Regions from separate parts of the Macaca mulatta genome. Here region 2 is linked to region 1. The links are chromatin contacts, called in public Hi-C maps. All regions are on one chromosome and are shown on one strand. The core of a region is the stretch at or near the end of the contact, and the rest is flanking DNA. Distances in the headings are between cores, read along the strand shown. Region 1 holds the start of LAMTOR4 (late endosomal/lysosomal adaptor, MAPK and MTOR activator 4). Region 2 holds the start of PILRB (paired immunoglobin like type 2 receptor beta).

Evidence for each region. A called contact is a pair of places that touch in the nucleus more often than the background predicts.
Region 2: a Hi-C map of blood shows a contact between it and region 1, with 4 times the contacts expected there. The contact joins the promoter of PILRB here to the promoter of LAMTOR4 in region 1. A contact is called at or near these places in 7 of 14 Hi-C or Micro-C datasets (CD4 T cells, blood, cortical neurons and 4 more).

What each region holds. Positions count from the first base shown.
Region 1 is chr3:47,465,755-47,471,076 of T2T-MMU8v2.0, reverse strand. It overlaps LAMTOR4 (late endosomal/lysosomal adaptor, MAPK and MTOR activator 4), which reads right to left and starts at 2,746. Exons shown (of 4, transcript XM_077996395.1): 1 at 2,676-2,746; 2 at 2,075-2,155. The coding sequence starts at 2,678. LOC144339725 (a long non-coding RNA gene) reads left to right here. Exons shown (of 2, transcript XR_013415082.1): 2 at 1,821-2,156.
Region 2 is chr3:47,544,774-47,550,095 of T2T-MMU8v2.0, reverse strand. PILRB (paired immunoglobin like type 2 receptor beta) reads right to left here and starts at 2,579. Exons shown (of 6, transcript XM_077996374.1): 1 at 2,449-2,579. It overlaps PVRIG (PVR related immunoglobulin domain containing), which reads right to left and starts at 5,159. Exons shown (of 5, transcript XM_028845576.2): 1 at 5,037-5,159; 2 at 3,972-4,188; 3 at 3,536-3,886; 4 at 3,327-3,453; 5 at 2,522-3,078. The coding sequence starts at 4,089. The coding sequence ends at 2,553. It overlaps LOC144339726 (a long non-coding RNA gene), which reads left to right and starts at 2,731. Exons shown (of 3, transcript XR_013415083.1): 1 at 2,731-3,904; 2 at 4,095-4,259; 3 at 4,646-5,322.

The sequences.
Region 1 (5,322 bases), core at 1,497-3,996:
AAGTATTTCTTTTATTACCTATTTCTAGTCATTAGCAAGATATACTGATTCCTTCTTTAAAATATCTTCTCCCAGCCAAGCACAGTAGCTCATACCTATAATCCCAGCACTTTGGGAGGCCAAGGCAGGAGGACTGATGGAGGCCAGGACTTCGAGACCAACCTGGGCAACATAGCAAGACCCCTGTCCCTATAAATTTTTTTTTTTTAATGGCTGGGCGTGGTGGTGCTTGCCTATAGTTCTAGTTACTTGGGATGCTGAGGTGGGAGGATCGCTTGGGCCCAGGAGTTCAAGACTGCAATGAGATGTGATCACACTACTGCACTTCAGCCTGAGTGACAGCAAGACTCTGTCCTAAAAAAAAAAAAAAAAAAAAAGGGCCGGGCGCGGTGGCTCATGCCTGTAATCCCAGCACTTTGGGAGGCTGAGGTGGGCAGATCACAAGGTCAGGAGTTCGAGACCAGCCTGGCCAACATGGCAAAATCCCATCTCTACTAAAAATACAAAAATTAGCCGGGTGTGGTGGCACACGCCTGTAATCCTAGCTACTCAGGAGGCTTAGGCGGGAGAATCGCTTGAACCTGGGAGGCGGAAGTTGCCCTGAGCTGAGATCATGCCACTGCACTCCAGCCTGGGCCACAGAGCGAGACTCTGTCTCAAAAAACAACAAAAACAAAAACAAAACTCTTCTCTCCTTGCTCCTTCTTACTGCCACTTGCCCAGTCTCATCTCTTTTTTTTTTTTTTTTTTTTTGAGACGGAGTCTTGCTCTGTCACCCAGGCTGGAGTGCAGTGGTGCAATCTTGGCTAACTGCAACCTCCGCCTTTCTGGTTCACGCCATTCTCCCGCCTCAGCCTCCCGAGTAGCTGGCGCCCACCACCACGCCTGGCCAATTTTGTTTTTGTATTTTTAACAGAGACAGGGTTTCACCGTGTTGGCCAGGATGGTCTAGATCTCCTGACCTCGTGATCCACTCGCCTTGGCCTCCCAAAATGCTGGGATTACTAAAGACGTGAGCCACCTATGCCTGGCCCAGTCTAATCTCTTAATGATGCCTCCTTCTGCCCATCTTCACATCACTAACAACAATATTGCTCAACCACCTCACTGGGTCTTGTTTCTGTTTAAAAAACCTTTCAAGCTGTATTACCTCCAAGAAGAATAAGTTCAAGTGTGTTAACCTGGCCTTGAAGATCCTTCACAATCAGATCCTCCCTGACCATATCTTCCTCTTCCCTCAAATCTTCCCAAATCTTTTCAGCACAGACTTACCATCAGTTTAGAAAGGTCAGTGCCACACACCTGCAAATATGTCCACCTCCCCACTGTAAATACTCTCCTTTAAGCTGGGCTGAATTCCTACCTCCAGGGAAGTTAGTTACCTTGTCATAACATGTTGAATTTTTAATATCCTGGATTCCTTCAATAGTCTTTTACCACCTGTATTGTTTTCAACACTTAACCTTAAGCTTTGTCTCTAGCTAAATCAAAAACATCTAGAGACCTAACACTATACAGTACTATGGAACAAAATACAAATGACTCTTTAAGAAATATCAAATAAAGGCCAGGGATGTTGGCTCACGCCTGTAATCCCAGCACTTTGGGAGGCTGAGGCAGATGGATCACCTGAGGTCAGGAGTTTGAGACCAGCCTGGCTAACACGGTGAAACCCCGTTTCTACTAAAAATACAAAAAAATAGCCGAGCGTGGTGGCACATGCCTGTAATCCCAGCTACTCTGGAGGCTGAGGCAGGACAATCGCTTGAACCCCGGAGGCGGAGGTTGCAGTGAGCCGAGATCGCACCACTGCACTCCAGCTTGGGCAACAAGAATGAAACTCAGTTTCAAAAAGTGTAAATAAATAAGTAAATAAATAAACCGCAACCGTTAGGAGACTAAGATTCCACAGACTGATTACTGAAAGTAATTGCAAAAACTGCAAATACTTTTGTACCAACCTAATAGATGCCAGACCGCAAACCAGGTAAAAGTCGAGAAAAGAAGGGCCAATATTAGAAGGGGTTACCGGGCTGTGTGCACTAAGGGACCCCCTCCCTTTCCCAGAACGCACCGCCAGCACTGCACCTTCACTCAGTACCAGGTAGCCGAGCTGGTCTGGGATTCGCTCCAGCCCCTGGGTCAGTGCAGAAGTCTAGTGGGTAAAGATGCAAGTAGTGAGAAGCATGCTAGAGGGATGGATGGCCCCTGATACCCTTCACCTACAAACCCAAGTCTCTTGATTGGCGATGGCCCCAGGTTTTCTCATTCCCCAGCCAGGTCCTTTCCCGGCTCCCTTCCCCCTACATGGTCCTCAATACTGATCTTCCCGAGCCTCCATCTGCCCCCACTCTCGGCCCCCGGGCTCCCCTGGCCTTCCACGCTCCACCTATGCTACTCCGAGGGGACTTCGCTGCCCCACTGGCCCCTGCCCCCAGACCCTCTCTCCACCTCCCCGCCCCTGACCTGCAGACTACCCGCAGCCCCAGAACACCCTCCCACAGACCCCTCCCCAGCATTCCCATCGCCATCCCTCCCATCTCCATCCCGTCTTCCTCCCCGAGCGGATAGGAGGTGAGGGTGGAGCGCAGACCCACGAGGGGGAAACCACACAGATTGGGGAGCAGAGACGCGGAACCCCCGGCGGGTCCTCCCGCGCATGCGTCCTCACTCACCATCGCAGTCTTCGGTGCTGGTGGAGCTCCCTACCAGATAGGTAGCTTCCGGCTTCAGGCCCCGGTCACGTGCTCGCACCCGGAGCGCTCCTCCTTCTGCTTGCTTCCCTACCCTTTAGCCGCGCCTCTAGCATGAGGATTGGATCGTGGCCACGTCGTCAGACCCAACCAGCCAGTGCGAAGCGCTCCTTCCCGGAGGCGCACGTTGATTGGTGATATCCCCTCTTTAACACCCATCTCCCCGCCTCTCAGTCAGTGCCTGAGCGAGAGGAGGCGGGAGTGCTTCCGCGGAGGGGACGGTGTGGGAGGGCCAGGAGTGGGACAGGGTTGACCGTGTGGCTCCGCGCGCGCTTTCTAGAGTCTGGGTTCCGCCTGAACCAGGATGCCCGCTAGTGTGACCTCCCAAACGAATGCCTTCCCAGGTTTAAGACTGGACCCAAAAAACGTGATAATAAAAGGAAATAACGTGCAATGCATGTAAAAAGCTATTCAAGGCTGGGCGCCCAACCTTCAAATGCTACTTTTATGCCTACTCAAGACCGCTCTTTGTTGAAGACAAGAATTTGTTCCCTTGGCCGGGCGCGGTGGCTCACAACTGTAATCCCAGAACTTTGGGAGGCCGAGGCGGGCGGATCACGAGGTCAGAAGATGGAAACCATCCTGGCTAACACAGTGAAACCCTGTCCCTACTAAAAAATACAAAAAAATTAGCTAGGCGTGGTGGCGGGCGCCTGTAGTTCCAGCTATTCGGGAGGCTGAGGCAGGAGAATGGCGCGAACCTGGGAGGTGGAGCTTGCAGTGAGTCGAGATGACGCCACTGCACTCCAGCCTGGGAGACAGCGAGACTACATCTCAAAAAAAAAAAAAAAAAGATTTTGTTCCCAAAGTGGTTTTTTGTCTTCAGATTCAGTCTGGGACAATGTGATGGTGAATAGAATCACCAGCTAGCCAATGCAGATACAATACTGAATATTCTCTGCAGGAAAAAATTAGAAACAGTACCTTGGAATGATACACACACACACACACACACACATACATACATACATACATACATCACACAATGTAAACATTGGAAATTTTTGTTTTAAATAATTTCTAGACCTGTTGCCGTATTAATGTGGTGGAGGCAGTGTTAGTGAGTAATATGAAGAGTGATTCTAGAAGCCTGGGCAACATAGCAAGACCCCATCTCTAAAAATTTAAAAATTAACCAGGCATGATACCGCACATGTAGTCCCAGCTACCGGGGAGGCTGAGGTGGGAGAATTGCTTGAGCCCAGGAGTTTGAAGCTGCAGTGAGCCATGATCATGCTACTGCACTCCAGACTGGGTAAAAGAGCAAGATTGTCTCAAAAACAAACCAAAAAAATCTGAATATAGTAACAATTGTTGAAGTCTGGGTGTCTTTTAAGACTTGTTAGAAACAACAATCAAGGCTGGGCATGGTAGCTCACACCTGTAATCCCAGCTGTTTGGGAGACCAAGGCGGGTGGATCACCTGAGGTCAGGAGTTCAAGACCTGCCTGGCCAACATGGTGAAACCTCATCACTACAAAAAATACAAAAAAAAAAAAAAATTAGGCAGGTGCAGTGGTACATGACTGTAATCCCAGCTACTGGGGAGGCTGAGGCAGGAGAATCCTTGAACCCAGGAGGCGGAGGTTGCAATGAGCCAAGATTGTGCCATTGCACTCTGACCTGGGCAACAAGAATGAAACTCCGTCTCAAAAAAAAAAGAAGATTTTGATGTAATAAATTATGGTGGCAGTATTCTTTTGTTTGTTTGTTTGTTTTGTTTTTTGAGGCGGAGTTTCACTCTTGTTGCCCAGGCTGGAGTGCAATGGCACGATCTCGGCTCACCGCAACCTCCGCCTCCCAGGTTCAAGCAATTCTCCTGCCTCAGCCTCCCTAGTAGCTGGGATTATAGGCATGTGCCACCAGGCCCAGCTAATTTTCTATTTTTAGTAGAGACGGGGTTTCCCATGTTGGTCAGGCTGGTCTCGAACTCCCGACCTCAGGTGATCCACCCGCCTCGGCCTCCCAAAGTGCTGGGATTACAGGCGTGAGCCACTGTGCCCAGCCAGTGGCAGTATTCTTGATATTTAACCATCTTTATCGCTTCTCGACCTTCTGGCTAAGATCAAGTGATATTTAACTATCTTTGTGTTTCTGGAATAAAATCTACTGGAACAAATTATACTACCCATTTGTTGTACTGCTTTACTTAGAATTTTAAAAATCCATTATGATAAATGAGATTGGACTATAGTTTCTTTTTGGTATATTATTTATCTGCTTTTGGTAGATAGAGCAGGTTGCCAGAAAAAAATGAATCAGAGTTCCCTATCTTTTTTATCTATGATCTGCAAATCAAACTGGTTAGACCAGCTCACACTCCTCTAGCAATGTGTCAGAGTTCCCGGTTATCTCCAGCTCCATTAACACTTGGTATTACGACACTTTTTTTTTTTTTTTTTTTTTTTGAGACAGAGTCTCGTTCTGTTGCCCAGACTGGAGTGCAGTGGCGCAATCTCGGCTCACTGCAACCTCCGCCTCCCGGGTTCAAGCAATTCTTCTGCCTCAGCCTCCTGAGTAGCTGGGACTACAGGAGCGCACCACCACACCCAGCTAATTTTTATATTTT
Region 2 (5,322 bases), core at 1,330-3,829, 79 kb before region 1:
ATATGAACATGGTGTATCTCACCCTTGACTTAGGCCCTGACACTCAGGCCTTTCAGACATGATCTGGCCTGGCCCCCAAGCAATGTCAGCCACACCACCTGGTGTAGATGTGAGACTGCTCTCAGAGCACCCTCATCAGCCAGCTGCGCCTCCACCCACCAGGAACATGCTTGTCCAGGCCTGCCCCCTGCCCTCCTTCCCCAAGAACTCCTCTTCCTCCCAGCCCTGTGCCCCCTGGGCGGGTTACGGCAATGCTTTGCACCTCAGGCTCCACATCTGTCAAATTGGACATCCTGAAAATACCCACCTCCTGACTTGTAAGATAAGACCATCTGGGAAGAGTTGCTCAGGCCTTGGGAGCCTCCTGGTTTACAATCTTCACATCCCTGCAGGTCTCCTCGCCCTTCTCATGTATCTGATGCTCAACGTGAGTCACATGGGTGCCACACGGCCAGGGAGGGACCCCCAGGATTCAAACCCAGGTCCATTCAAAGCTGAAACCTTACTGTGGGCCATGGGTGTTGGGGCTTGTCCTGGGCCCCTGGGGCCACTGGAGGGGAAGCAGGTGCTGCTGCTGGGCTGATTCAGCTCTTCCCCTAGAGCACATCAGCTCCCTCAGGCCTCAATTTCCATGCACACTGAACCAACAGCACTCTGGTCTCTGGGTCTCAGGCTCAACCATGCACCACAGCACAGTGCACCACACACTCTCAGGGCGCCCTTTGTCGCTGCTGCTGGCTCTCACACTTGAGGTTGGGCAGCACGGAGCAGGCTGGATGTCGGGATACTTTCTGGGTCCCAAGGTGTTTGGCTCTGAGTCCCACAGGGACCAGGCTGGGCTGCAGCCTCCTAAGCTTATGGAAGACAGGTTCAGGCCAGGGGACTCTTCCTCCACTGTGTGATGGGCAAGTGGCCCTGGCAGGGGGTCCCTCAGAGCTCCCCCTTTGTCTGCCTTTTTTTTTTTGAGACAGAGTCTCACTCTGTTGCCCAGGCTGGAGTGCAGTGGCGCGATCTTGGCTCACTGCAAGCTCTGCCTCCCGGGTTCACGCCATTCTCCTGCCTCAGTCTCCAGAGTAGCTGGGACTACAGGCGCCCACCACCACACCCGGCTAGTTTTTTGTATTTTTAGTAGTAACAGGGTTTCACCGTGTTAGCCAGGGTGGTCTCAATCTCCTGACCTCATGATCCACCCGCATGGGGCTCCCAAAGTGCTGGGATTACAGGCGTGCGTGAGCCACCGCGCCCGGCCCCCCTTTGTCTGCTTCTTAGAGATACCCAGCTTTCTGGAGATCCCCTTTAGGTTTCCCCTGAGACCTTACAAGCCCCACTGTTCACACCCACCCTGGGTCCAGGGTGCTTTTGCTCTCTCCCTTCCCTCCCTGTCATCTTCCTCCCGGCACTGCCTTCCTCACGCTCCTTGGGGACCTCTGCAGCAACCCTTCGTCTCTTCCTTGAGCCCCCAGTCTTGGAGGAACTGCTGAGCTGCCTAGGCCAGTGCTGAGGGTTTCTGGGAGGAGGAGGATGACCACCAGCTGAGGAAGGCAGGCCTGACCACCTGCAACCACCCTCTTTCCAGCATAGTACAGAGCTGGGAACTGGATGGGGCTGGGTCCTGGCAAGGCCACATCAGGGCCTGCCTGGGGCAGTGCGCTGGGCTGCGGAGGGTGGTGAGGGTGGATGCAGCCTCTGGGCAGGCCGTCCCTGAGCTGGACGTAGGGCATGGTTCCTGATTGGCAGCTGGCACTTCCTGCGATGTCCCCCATGCAGTCCCAGGGAGGGGCTGAGGGGCGGGTGCCCTTCCTCCCCAGGGGTGCTCACCCCTGCTCAGGCAGCAGCCTCAGCCTGGCTCTGGAACGACACAGCCCCGCCACCTAGGGCCTGCTACGTTCCTGGGGAGTCTCGAAGCCCAGAGCCCTCTCTCTCACGCTGTCTCGTGTGGCAAAAGCCCCATCAGGCCCAGGCTGTGGGGCCCACAAGCAGAAGGGCCGGCTCTGGATGGAACATTTTGTGGGGAGGCCCCCACGTCTGTGAAGGCCTCTGCCTGCCCGGAGAGGAGGTGGGGGAAGTGACTGAGGGAAGATTTCAGGCGAATCCCCCTACTCTCCACCCCCTGCCTGACACCCGCTATGGAAGGAGGGCATCAGGACCGCAGACCAGGCCACAGCAGGGAGCCCGGCAGAAGGATGCCAGGTCAAACCACAGGGACTTCTCTCAGGCTGAAGCCCCAGGAACCCTTGCAGCTGTCCTAGGACATGGTGGGATTGGAGCAGAAACCATCCTGCTGGGATCCCCCAGTTCTATCTAGGCAGCTAGAAGTGTCCCTCAGGAAGCTCCCCCAACCCCCCGCCACCCCAAGAAGCCAGGACAGATCTCTAAGATTGGGACACTGCCCTCTCCCTGGGCCAACTCCAACCCTGCAAGGAGGCCCCAACCCACTCTGGTTCTCACCTGGCTTCTTCCTCCAGGGGTGGAGACTGCCTCCCCAGTCTCTTCACCCCCAAAGAAGCAGCACAGTCAAGGCCCAAGTCAGAGAAACTGTGTTGCTGACTTCGTCACGGCAGGAAACGACTGGAATGGGGTTCTGTCACGCACACACTCACACCTGTGCCCACACACCCCCACGCATGCACACACACAGACCACATCCGCAGCAGGTGGGCCTGGCCAAGTACCCGTGGTACACTTATTGGAGGCCCAAGAATAAAGTAAGGGGGTGGCGCCCAGGAGGCCAGGGAAGGGGAAAGTCCAGTGGCCTCATGGTCTCTCTCATCGAACTCCGAAGCGTCCTTCCACGGCCCTGGGACCCCGACAGTCAGGGAAAAGAGTGAGGCCGGGACCGGTGTGGGGAGGCCTCTCCCATGCCTGAGTGTAGAGTCCGTTCTCAACAGAGACAAAGCTGCCACGTGCAAGGATGGGTGTGGAGGCCGAGGCGGCAGGGCCCTGGGGCTGGTGTGCGGCGTGGGTGGGGAGCGATGCCCACCCGTTGGGGTGAGCCGTGTCCAAAGTAGCTGGGCAGAAGCTGGTGTTGATAGTGGCATAAGGGTCGTGGAGAGCAGCCTGGGAGGCCTGGCTGGGCGCCTGCACGGGGGAAGGAGGGTCAAGTGAGTCTGTACAGCTTGGGTCCAGCCCTGGCCCCCCTTCCCCTGCCACCTCGTCCCCAAAGCAGCCCTCCTCCTCACCCATGCTTGTGCTGTCAGTGCCTGGGAGTTGGTGTGGGATGGCTGTAGCCTAGGGGTAGGGCTGGGAGAGAGCGAGGATGGTCAGAGCTCTGCAGGGCATGTGGCCAGCCCAGTGTCAGGGGGATGTGAACAGGGCCCAGGTCTCACCGGTGCTTCTGTCGGCGCAGCAGGTGAAGGAGGTATCCACAGCCAAAGAGGAGGACTCCTGAGAGCCCCAAGATCCCGGCCAGATCTGCCCGCAGAATGGGGACAGGAGTTGGCGGGGCAGAGAGCCCTGGGCACAGAGACAAGAATCAGATCGGTGGCCAGTGTCCAAGCCCCTCCCTGCCCTCCTGGGCTCCTCGCCCTGGCCCCACCTGGGTCTGAGCTGGGCGGGAGGCTCCCACAGGACTCCCAGGAGCCTTCAGGGAAGGATGCAAACTTGCAGCAGAAGGTGGTGTTGGCGAAGGGGCTGCTGGCCCCAGAGTCTTCCAGGGCGAGAGAGATGCTGCTCTGGGTTTCCCAGCGGGCCTGGCGAGCAGGGGCCCATTGCCGGGTGCCAAGTTCTGGGTGCAACACAGCCAGCTTGGTCCCCCCAGCACCATCGGGGCCTCCCCAGCTCACAGTCACCAGGGAGATGGAGCCAGGCCCCAGGAACCCACAATGGATAGTGAAGGACGAGAGCTCAGTGGCCTCCATCTGAACTTGCACCCACACCTCCGGGGTCCCTGTGGAACAGCAGCAAGGTTGGTGGGCTGTTGTCCTACATCGCCCTCCCTGCAGCCCCTGCCCCTCTCTGGTGCTGGCACTCACCCGCAGTGACACACAGGGTCAGCAGCACCCAGGGCAGGGCCAGGGTCCGGCGCCCCATGGCCCCCTCCAGTCCGGGTTCTGGGGACTGCAGGGCCAGCACCTGTGCCTCTGTTCTCATCGCAGGAAGTCTTCATGTTGTCAGCAGCCAAACAGCCACTTCCTTCTCCCCTCTCACACCTTCCCCAGAGGTGGTGAACACAAGGTGGCTGATTCCCTTCTTAAAGTGACAGTGAGGGCCCGCTCAGTCCCCAAGGCTGTGCTTCCGGGTAACAAGGCAGGGTGGCACAGGTGGGTGAGAACCCAGCCCTGGCTAGGCCTGGGGAGGCCAGGGGAGGGGCGGAGTAGCTGCCAGGGTCTGGAAGGACTCCCCCTTCCCTGGACAGCAAGGGATGCCGGGCTTCCCTAGGAAAGGGCTCTGTCCTACCCCTTACCCAGCTAAGGAATCTGGGAGGAGAAAGTCCCTGGGAGCGGGAAGCCAGCGAGGAGGACCTGAAAGCCAGCCCAGTGTGCGTGACCCGCCACCAATCTGACGTGGGTCCCACGCTTACACCTGCAACCCAGGCCTCCCCGACAACCCCCAGCCTCACTTGCCCACTGCCCACTCATACCTCCTGATCTACCCTGAACGCACCCCATACTGGGCTCTGCTCCAGGTGCCGTCTCCCTTGTCATAGGTGATGGCAACTGGCTTCTGGCTGCTCAGGACCAAAGCACAGCCACCAGTGCCTCTTCGCTTTCACCTCCAATGCACCAGGAAATCCTGTTGGCTTCCCACCCTGACCAAAGGACCACTTCTTCCCAACACCCCCCGACAATCCCCAGCCACTGCTACCTTCTGACTCCAGGCCTAATATTCTCCTGCCTGGAAGAGCAGAAACAATGGAGAATTGGCCTGGCTGGTTTCAGTTCTCACCGCAGTGGCCAGAGTGACACTTTTGAACCCAAGTTAGGCAGGCCACTGCCCTTCTTGACTCTCACAGTCCATGACACCCAGAGTCGACGCCTCAAGGACCATCCATGTCCTGCCATCCCCACCTCCCCTGCCCTCCTACCTCACGTGCATACCTCTGAGTTGAATTAAAAGCAGCAAGATTTGGAGGTGACCAGGAGGAAACGGGCTGGCCCTTGCCGTGAGGTGTGCACAGACAGGGAATGAGAGGCCAGCACTTTAGGATGAGTCCAGGAGTTCAAGACCAGCCTGGGAAACATGGTGAGACTTTATCTCTATCAAAAAAGGAAATAAAAAATTAGCCAGGCGTGGTGGCAGGCACCTGTAGTCTCAACTATTTGGGAGGCTGAGGTCGAAGGATCGCTTAAGCCCAGGAGGCAGAAGTTGCAGTGAACCGTGATT